Linked DNA regions of Gossypium hirsutum: all the other regions are linked to region 3. A link is a contact called in public Hi-C data. All regions are on one chromosome and are shown on one strand. Each heading gives the region's core, a stretch centred on a gene start, on an enhancer-like site or on the middle of the called end of the contact. The rest is flanking DNA. Distances are from core to core; before and after follow the strand shown. Region 1 has its middle 220 kb from the start of LOC121206924. Region 2 has its middle 230 kb from the start of LOC121206700. Region 3 holds the start of LOC107934295 (auxin efflux carrier component 3).

The links. A called contact is a pair of places that touch in the nucleus more often than the background predicts.
Region 1: a Hi-C map of leaf shows a contact between it and region 3, with 3 times the contacts expected there. The contact joins the enhancer-like site here to the promoter of LOC107934295 in region 3. A contact is called at or near these places in 6 of 34 Hi-C or Micro-C datasets (callus and leaf).
Region 2: a contact with region 3 is called in a Hi-C map of leaf, with 1.8 times the contacts expected there. The contact joins the enhancer-like site here to the promoter of LOC107934295 in region 3. A contact is called at or near these places in 2 of 34 Hi-C or Micro-C datasets (leaf and petal).

The regions. Positions count from the first base shown.
Region 1 is chrA01:91,712,176-91,714,875 of Gossypium_hirsutum_v2.1, reverse strand. No RefSeq gene overlaps it. Among protein-coding and RNA genes, the nearest start is that of LOC121206924, 220 kb to the right of the region's middle. Within about 2 kb of position 1,330, at least 2 of the 9 cell types and tissues checked have an H3K27ac peak or open chromatin away from gene starts, as enhancers often do. A contact at or near this core is called in leaf, where this site is marked.
Region 2 is chrA01:91,734,407-91,737,106 of Gossypium_hirsutum_v2.1, reverse strand. No RefSeq gene overlaps it. Among protein-coding and RNA genes, the nearest start is that of LOC121206700, 230 kb to the left of the region's middle. Within about 2 kb of position 1,361, at least 5 of the 9 cell types and tissues checked have an H3K27ac peak or open chromatin away from gene starts, as enhancers often do. A contact at or near this core is called in leaf, where this site is marked.
Region 3 is chrA01:91,105,963-91,108,662 of Gossypium_hirsutum_v2.1, reverse strand. LOC107934295 (auxin efflux carrier component 3) reads right to left here and starts at 1,258. Exons shown (of 7, transcript XM_016866676.2): 1 at 571-1,258; 2 at 1-568. The coding sequence starts at 1,018.

The DNA.
Region 1 (2,700 bases), core at 81-2,580, 610 kb before region 3:
ACCTATCCAATTTCCAAGCAAGTGGGACAAATCTTTCCCATCTTTCAAACTCTGACCATACACTCGAAGTTTTCTTGCAAGGTAAAGGCACTTTGGGAAAGGCCACACCCCAAAAAGCTTAACATACAATTATATTAATAATTATAGAAAAAGTTTAATCGTATTTTCGTTTCCAACAATTTTAAAAAAATTAATTAAGTTTTTTTTAAAATTTTTCTCCCAATTAAATCTTGAATAAACAAAATTATCTATTTTTAACTAACGTTGACCGTTATAGTACTATTGACGTGATCGATAATAGCACTGACATGATACTCTATGTAATAATATATTTGATTGAGTTTGCATGCATATACGATTAAATGTATGAATATATTAATCGTACATAGAGTGTCATATCAATGTCGTTAACGGTCATGTCAATCAAAGAGCTTATTATACTTGGCCAATTTTATTAGTTTAATGGCTCAATTAGTTGTAAAAAGTTCAAAAGAGTTTAGGAGCGAAGCTAGAAATATATTTTAGGGGGCCGAAATGAAATTTGAATATTTAATAGTCTAAATCTTTATAATTTTTAAAAGATTAAATTAAATTTTTATAATTTTAAAGGAGTCAAAGTGTAATTTTATCTTTACTAATTTAAAATTTTAAAATTTTTTAAAAAACCAAAACAATAATTTTTTATTTTAGGGGGACTGAATTTGCCTCTAAAGAGTTTAATTAATTTTTTGAAAAAATTTGAGAGCCAACAAAACGATTAAGCCATAAAAAAAGCCATCCAATTTCTAATTTAAATAGAATTCTTCCAAGTTTTGGATTCAAATCCTTCAATATACATTACTTTTCAACAGTCATGTAAATACGTCCCTAAACTTTATACCTTTAAGTTGAAATCTATCCTTAAAATTAAATTAATTATTATGAAATATGGGATTTTTTCCCTAAAATTTGACCAAGAAAAAATTTGTCCCCAAATTTGATTTGATACCAAACTTCCTTCTCAACCAATTGTCCCTACCTTAGTTGGAATTCTTATCCTTACATTGATTCGCCCCCCCCCCCTTCTTCTCTCACACTCCCAACTGGCAATAATTCTAGCACTGGTGTTATTAGCTTTTTCTTCTTTAGCTTCAGTTTGTTGCTGCAATGTATATATGTATGCCTCTAATAAAACACCGCAATGAACATGATGAGGGTATGGGCATACACAGGAAAGTGGAACTCTTCGACGAGTTTGAGCCACATGTGCTTGCATGCAATGCACATTAAGTACGTCGATGATGATGGATGATGATGATGGGATTCTTTTTTAACCACGAAATACCCGATCTGTCCATTTCACTTTAGGGTTTAGATTTCGATGTTCGGTCCATGCTGCCAATGTTTGCACGTACTGTATTGATTGACCCCCGAATCACATGGTACGTCCGATCATTATCATGTGGTCATTGTCTTTTTTCTGTTTGGATTGAACTTTATCTGTTGACGTTACCATATTTGATTTAATCATATTTCCTTCTATGTAGTCTGAAGAGTTATATAAAAATAAAACCATAGCCCCTAACTCCTGTTTTTATACATATAATTTTATATGCTTTTGGTATTTAACGAACTTGAAATGAAAACACAAGTTCCAATTTTACTGCCAAATATGAGTCACTCTTTTTCTTTAATTTTACCTAAATTTGGATATGGGGAATAAAGGTATAAAAATTATTTTAGAACTCAACATTTTTTTTTAATTTTGGTATTTATTTTTTTATGGGTTATTTTGACCCTAAACTTCTAAATTTTAATTTAATTACTTGCTTTTTGATTAAAAAATTGACCGGACTGTTAAAAAATTAGTGACATTGATGTGGAAGTTCACATGGTATTTTATGTATATTTTACTATTAATATGGAAAATTTTTTAAAAAAAATATTTTTTTTAAAATTTGTTAATTTTTTTAAATAGTTATATATATTTTTTTGAATTTTTATGAAATATACATAAATTGTCACACTAGTAACTACATCAATGATGCTAAAATTTTAACAATTCAGTCACATTTTTCACCAAAAAACAAGCAGTTTAACTAAATTTGAAAGGTTAAATGCTAAAATGACCCTAAAAAATAAGGATTAAAATAACAAAATAAATAAATATTAGGAGTTAAATTTATCTTTTATCATAAATAATAATAATGATGATGATGATGATGGGGACTGTGAAGTACGACAGCTGAATTTTGTAATTCATCAGTGTGAACATACAGGTTATATTAAAAGGCAGCAAAAAAGAACATATATTATATATGACAGAGATTAACTTGTGGTACAATTTTTTTTATAATTTTATATATGATTAATATTTTAATTATTATAATTAATTAATGTTTCATTCACATAAATTTTATATGTCAATTTTTGAATAAAATAAAATAAAATATTATTTATTTATTTTATGTAAAAAAATTCACCCATTACAAATATATTAATAAAAATAATATTTTTATCAATATTAAAGATTAGACCGTTTTGAAAAGCATATGTACAATAAGTACTGTTATATTGATAAATTTAACAACTGAATTATTAAAGTATAAAATATTATAGAAGTATAATTGGATTTCTCCTATTTCATACATATAATTTAATTTATGCAAATACAATCTAAGACAAATAATTAAATATAACAAAATATAAAATAAAAATATA
Region 2 (2,700 bases), core at 112-2,611, 630 kb before region 3:
GGATATATTTATATTTAGCTTTTTAAATTGATATAATATAACATTTTTGTAAAATTTCAAGGTTGAATAAGTACTACAGCTGAGTGCTAAAAATTTGATCATAGGAATTGTTTCATCCCACTCCATTGCCATCTAATAAGAGTAAGATAGTAATTTTCAATTGCCCAAAACTGAGGCCCAAATATAAGCTTGAACCATTTTTGCAGCCCCATGTCCATGGGCTCAATTTTGACCGTCCTTACGTGGTGTCTTGAGCTTTCATATTAATTAGTAGCTAATATTATCTTTGATAGTTAAAAATTTGTAAGCTCTTTTAATGCAATTACCTTTCTTTTTTAAAAAACATGAAATGGCAATTCCTTTAACTTTAACACATTACCATTTAGTTTTGAATGAAGAATAAAAGGATCTTATCCAGTTGTGGACAGAAACTAGTGTTCCAACCACATGGACTGGCTGACTTTGTGAACCTATTCTAAGAAAAGTGTTTCACCACCGATGAATCATGTTTCATCGAAGTGGTCCAGCATTGAGTTTGAAAGCACACACACACAAAAAAAGAGACCCACACTTAGCTATATAGTAGATGTAGTCGTTTCTCTGTGTTTGAACCAAGTTGAGCAAAAAAGGGTGAAGGGGAAGAAAAAAGAGAAAGAAGAGTGCAAAAAAGAAAGGACAAGGGCATGGGTTACTTGAGAAGATGCGTCCCAAAAGATTGATATTAAAAATGTGAAATGTGATGGGTTGGTATGCCAAAAGGAAGGATTGGGGCACTTTTTCATTTCTCAAAAGTCTAATCCCTGGAATGGTCCCTGGTGCGACTCATGTCCGTGGTTCACCCTACATCTACCATCGCTCCCTCTCTGATGTCTTTATTACCTTTTTGTTGCCTTCTATTCATTCCCGTCCGAGCCACGGCTTAATTGCCCCCGCTCCTCCTATTCCCACTTTCTCCACTACTTTATTCATCAATGCATGGGCTAAGTCAGAGATAATAATATAATTAAATTGCTGATTTTTACGAGGGACTCAAAAACATAATTTCACCATTTTATCCACTGACCAAACCCCTACCCCTTTGGAGTCACTGATTCATCAATGGGAGCAAACAAACTTTGCATCAGCACCACTATCAAGAGCAATAACAATAATATATCATATAAAATGGAGAAAGGGTAGTGATTGAAGCCGTTGAAGGGTTAAAATACGATTCAATAAACTGGATTTATGCATATTTTGGAATAATTGTTTTCTTTTGGTATTATGTTTGCTTAAATCCTGATAACTCTGGTATGGCGTATATATTGGCCCCATTGTATGCTGTAGAATGAAGCCACGCACACGAGGACAGCACCACATGTTTCATAACCACCTAATAATGCATTTATTTTTTTTATAATTATATGATAACGTTTATTTGGTTTGGGGGCTGTCTATTTTATTGTATTCACGTGCATGTGCTGCATATAGACGTGAATTTTTTATTTTTATTTTAATTGTGTTGTAGTAAAACTTTGATGTCTTTGAAACTTTTGCAAAATAAAATAGCTTAATTTTGTCAAAGTTTCTTAGATTTGTCTACTCTAAAATAATGTAATAACATCATTAATATAAATTTAATGTCTGAAGATTTCTGTGTTCACATGAATGTATTTGCATCAACTCTCATAAATGAGGAAATTTAGCAGGATTTTTAGGATCGCATACGTATTGTTAGTTGTACGTAGTTATTCAGATAATCTCTTTTTTTTTAATCATTATCTTATTCATTATCAATATAATAAAATTTTATTCTAAAAAATCAATATAATAAAAAATTTTATAAGCAAATTAGGATATTTTCAAATGTTTTTTTTATTTAATTTAAAAAATAATAAAATAATAAAATAACGTTTTTAACCTGATTATGGAATATTTTTATTTCACTCGAAAATAATTACTTTCTAAGCAAATCTAAGTTGAATGGTAATGAGCAAGACTAAAAAAAGAAAGTTAATATTGGAGAAACATAGGAGATGATTTATATGGTTCGTTTCTGGAAAATGCTTAATCCAAAAAGTAGAATTTAAATTATATATATATGTTTTATGAGAATAAATAAGATGATTTTAAAATATATAACTTTTAAGTATTAATAATAAAATATCATATCATCAATTTTTAAAAATATACAAGTCTTATTATATATTCATCCATCTTTAATATCTTCTCTAACTTAATTTAATTTTAATTAAATTACTTAACAAATTAAAAAATTTAATAAATAAACAAACATGTTTTCTTTTTTATAAATTTTAAATTATTTTAATTTTTTTTTTAAATTTAATCGTCTTTTATTTATTTGCTTTCAAATTTTGTTTTATTTTTATGCCGTCAATTTTTTAAATTCTTTTAATTTTTAGGTAGGTAATTTTTCAATTTCAATTTTAATTTCTTTAATTTTTAATCAAATTTCAGAATTTGATAAAAGGTGGTTATAGATTTTCAAATTTTGATTTTTTTCTAGTGTTTTTCTATATTTTTAATGGTTGATTTTAGTTTTTTTTTCAATTTGTGATTGTGGTTTTATCTTTTTTTTTTTAATTATTGATTTAATCATTTTAAAATTTTATTTATTTTTTGTTATGTTTTTTGAGAATATAGTTTAAACATTTTTTCTTAAAATTTTAATTATTTTAATTAAAGTTAAATTAAATTAGA
Region 3 (2,700 bases), core at 9-2,508:
TGCTGCTGTTGTTGTTGGGTAGCTTTAGCGTTCTTCGTGACGGATGAGAATTCAGGGTTTGGAGCAGGGTAGGATGAAGGAACAGTCTGTGCTGGATAAAATCCGAATCGTGGAGACATTACTGTATTGTTTTCTTCAAAATTGGATGGCCTTGGAGTAGGTCCTCTAGAGGATTGAACAGAGTATAAATCAGCTGGACCGAAATTGGAGTGTCTTGCAGGAAATCCTTGAACACCCATCATGGAGTAAAAATCGGAGTTGTTGAAATTGGAACCTCTTGGCGTGGGGTTCCTTGAAGAGCTCAAACTGTAGATTTCAGCACCGGTGAGGTTGGAAGGCCTGGGAGTCAATGCAGGAAGGGAACACGGCCCCAAAGACCTCCTGGAAGCATTAGATTTCCTGACCTTAACGTGTAGCTTGCCGTCTTCCCCGATTTCAGCGTCGGTTTCGAGGAAATCGCGGCCGTCAAGTGAAACCACATCGGAATCAACTTTGAAAGAAACAATGGAAGCTGCAGTTTCGGGAAACTGCTCCATGATGAGGATTTTGGCACCGCGGTACTCAAAAGGAAAAGAAGAAGGGTGTACCAAATGATACACTGGAGAACCACGACTTGGACCATGAGCATCCCGGAGTAGGGACCGTACATAGCGATTAAAAGAGGAATACCCATGACTAGAGTGTTAGGGAGAGTAGATAAAGAGAAAATGGTGATCATCCATTCCAGGCTTCCGTTCCTTGTTAAATTAGTCCACAATCCAAGAACGAAGAGCATGATGAGCTTTTGAAGGGTGTCGGCTGCTATGAACCTGAAGTTCATGGCGTAAGGGTCATTGGTGGAAATGAAGTGGAAAGACAAGAGAGGAACGGCAAATATGGCGACAAAGCGGTTGATACCCGAGCACTGGTCGGGGGTGAATATTTTCCACCAACGGACGGAGCCGTAAGCCAAGATCATAGCAACGTACAGTGGGATCACCGCCGTTAAAACGGTGTAAAGATCGTTCCAACTAATCATCTTCCGATGAAGGAGAAGAAGAAGATGAAAGGGCAAAATGGGGATAGCAAAAACCGTTATTTAACTAACTTGAGAAGATCTCTGTTTCTAGGACAGGTGCCTGCTGCTTGCGTCTGAAAGAAAGACTGCAAAATTTTTGTGATATATAGAAAAGGTAATCAAGGGAAGTGAGGAAAGAGAGAAAATGAGAAGCCAGCGTATAATTTTAAAAGATATGCAACTTTTAATTTAGAGAGAGGGAATTATATAAGGGAAGGGAGGAAGGGAAAGAGTGAAAATAATATAGGAATAGGGAGAGAAGCAGAGGACGATAGGACACTCAACTATGAAACTTGGGTTAACAATTCACCGCCTCTTCTGGTTAACTTAACTACAGAATTTGGTTAATAATAATAATAATGTACAGGTGGCTCTTCTAATGTGCCATTGGCTTTTTCCATGACGTGGACAGCCCTCATCTTCTTTATAATCTAAAACTGCACTAATAAAATTTATTTTTATTAACATTCCATCATTTTATTACTTTTTTAATTTAATATATAAATCATTAATTAAAATATATTTTTATATATGATTTTTTTATTCATCATATATTAAAAATGTATAATCAACATTTGAAATATATTTTAAATTTAGTATTCTTCCTTACTTAAATCCCACTAATTTAACAGATTATATTCTTTAAAAATAGAAAAAATTAAAATACTGTTAATATCTTAAATTATTGTTGACAAGGAATCAATTCTTCTAAGAGAAGTTTCATCTTCAAGGAAATTAACTTCGACATTAACAATTAAAGGTATTGTCCTTATTTTAAGATTTTATCCCTAGCCTCCACATAAAACCATGTATAGTTGCCGGAGGGGTACTTCAATCAATAAAGATAAGTAACTACAAAACTTGAAATAAATGTTAATACAAAACTTATAAATAACAATAGAGATACTTAGAGACAGTTATAGTTTGAACCATCAACCTTAATATTATAGTATTGAATTTTTTAAATATAAAACAGTTCCCCTGGACATTAAAGCCTAATAAATTTAATAACTAAATTTTTTTACTAGGAAAATTATCTCTAATACTCTTTCACAATCTATGAGGAATTGGTAAAAGTAAATAAAATAAAATTCTTGTTAGATGGAATCTTTGAAAAAACCCTAGAATAAATTGCTGAAAAGCAAGCCCTCCTAAGTTAATTGTATTACCAAAAAATCAATATTAAATTATATATCTCACTTTAGATAGTAAAATCTTTTTATTTAAAAATAAAAAATTCATATAAATTTTTAAATTCATTTGTTTATACAATATAAGTTTAAACTTACCTACTAACACACACATTATAATACCACATGAACAAACCTATGAATTGAACTCTAATCTCACACTTTTATTTTGTAAAATTATTTGGTAGCATATTTGTTTAGGTATAAAAATAGGAGTGAAAGGAAAGAAGAGTAAATCGTAGGACTTGGGTTGTTGTTTGTCTTTGACTTAGTATTAGGAAACACATCATTGATTAAAAGTATGGTTAAAATATGTTTTAAATATACCTACTCTTTGCATATTTGAAATAAGTATCCTTACTTTTATTTTTAAGAATTTAATACCTCTATCTTTTAAATTTTAAAATTTAAATCCAATTATTAACATCATTAAAATTTTTGTGTAAATTTACA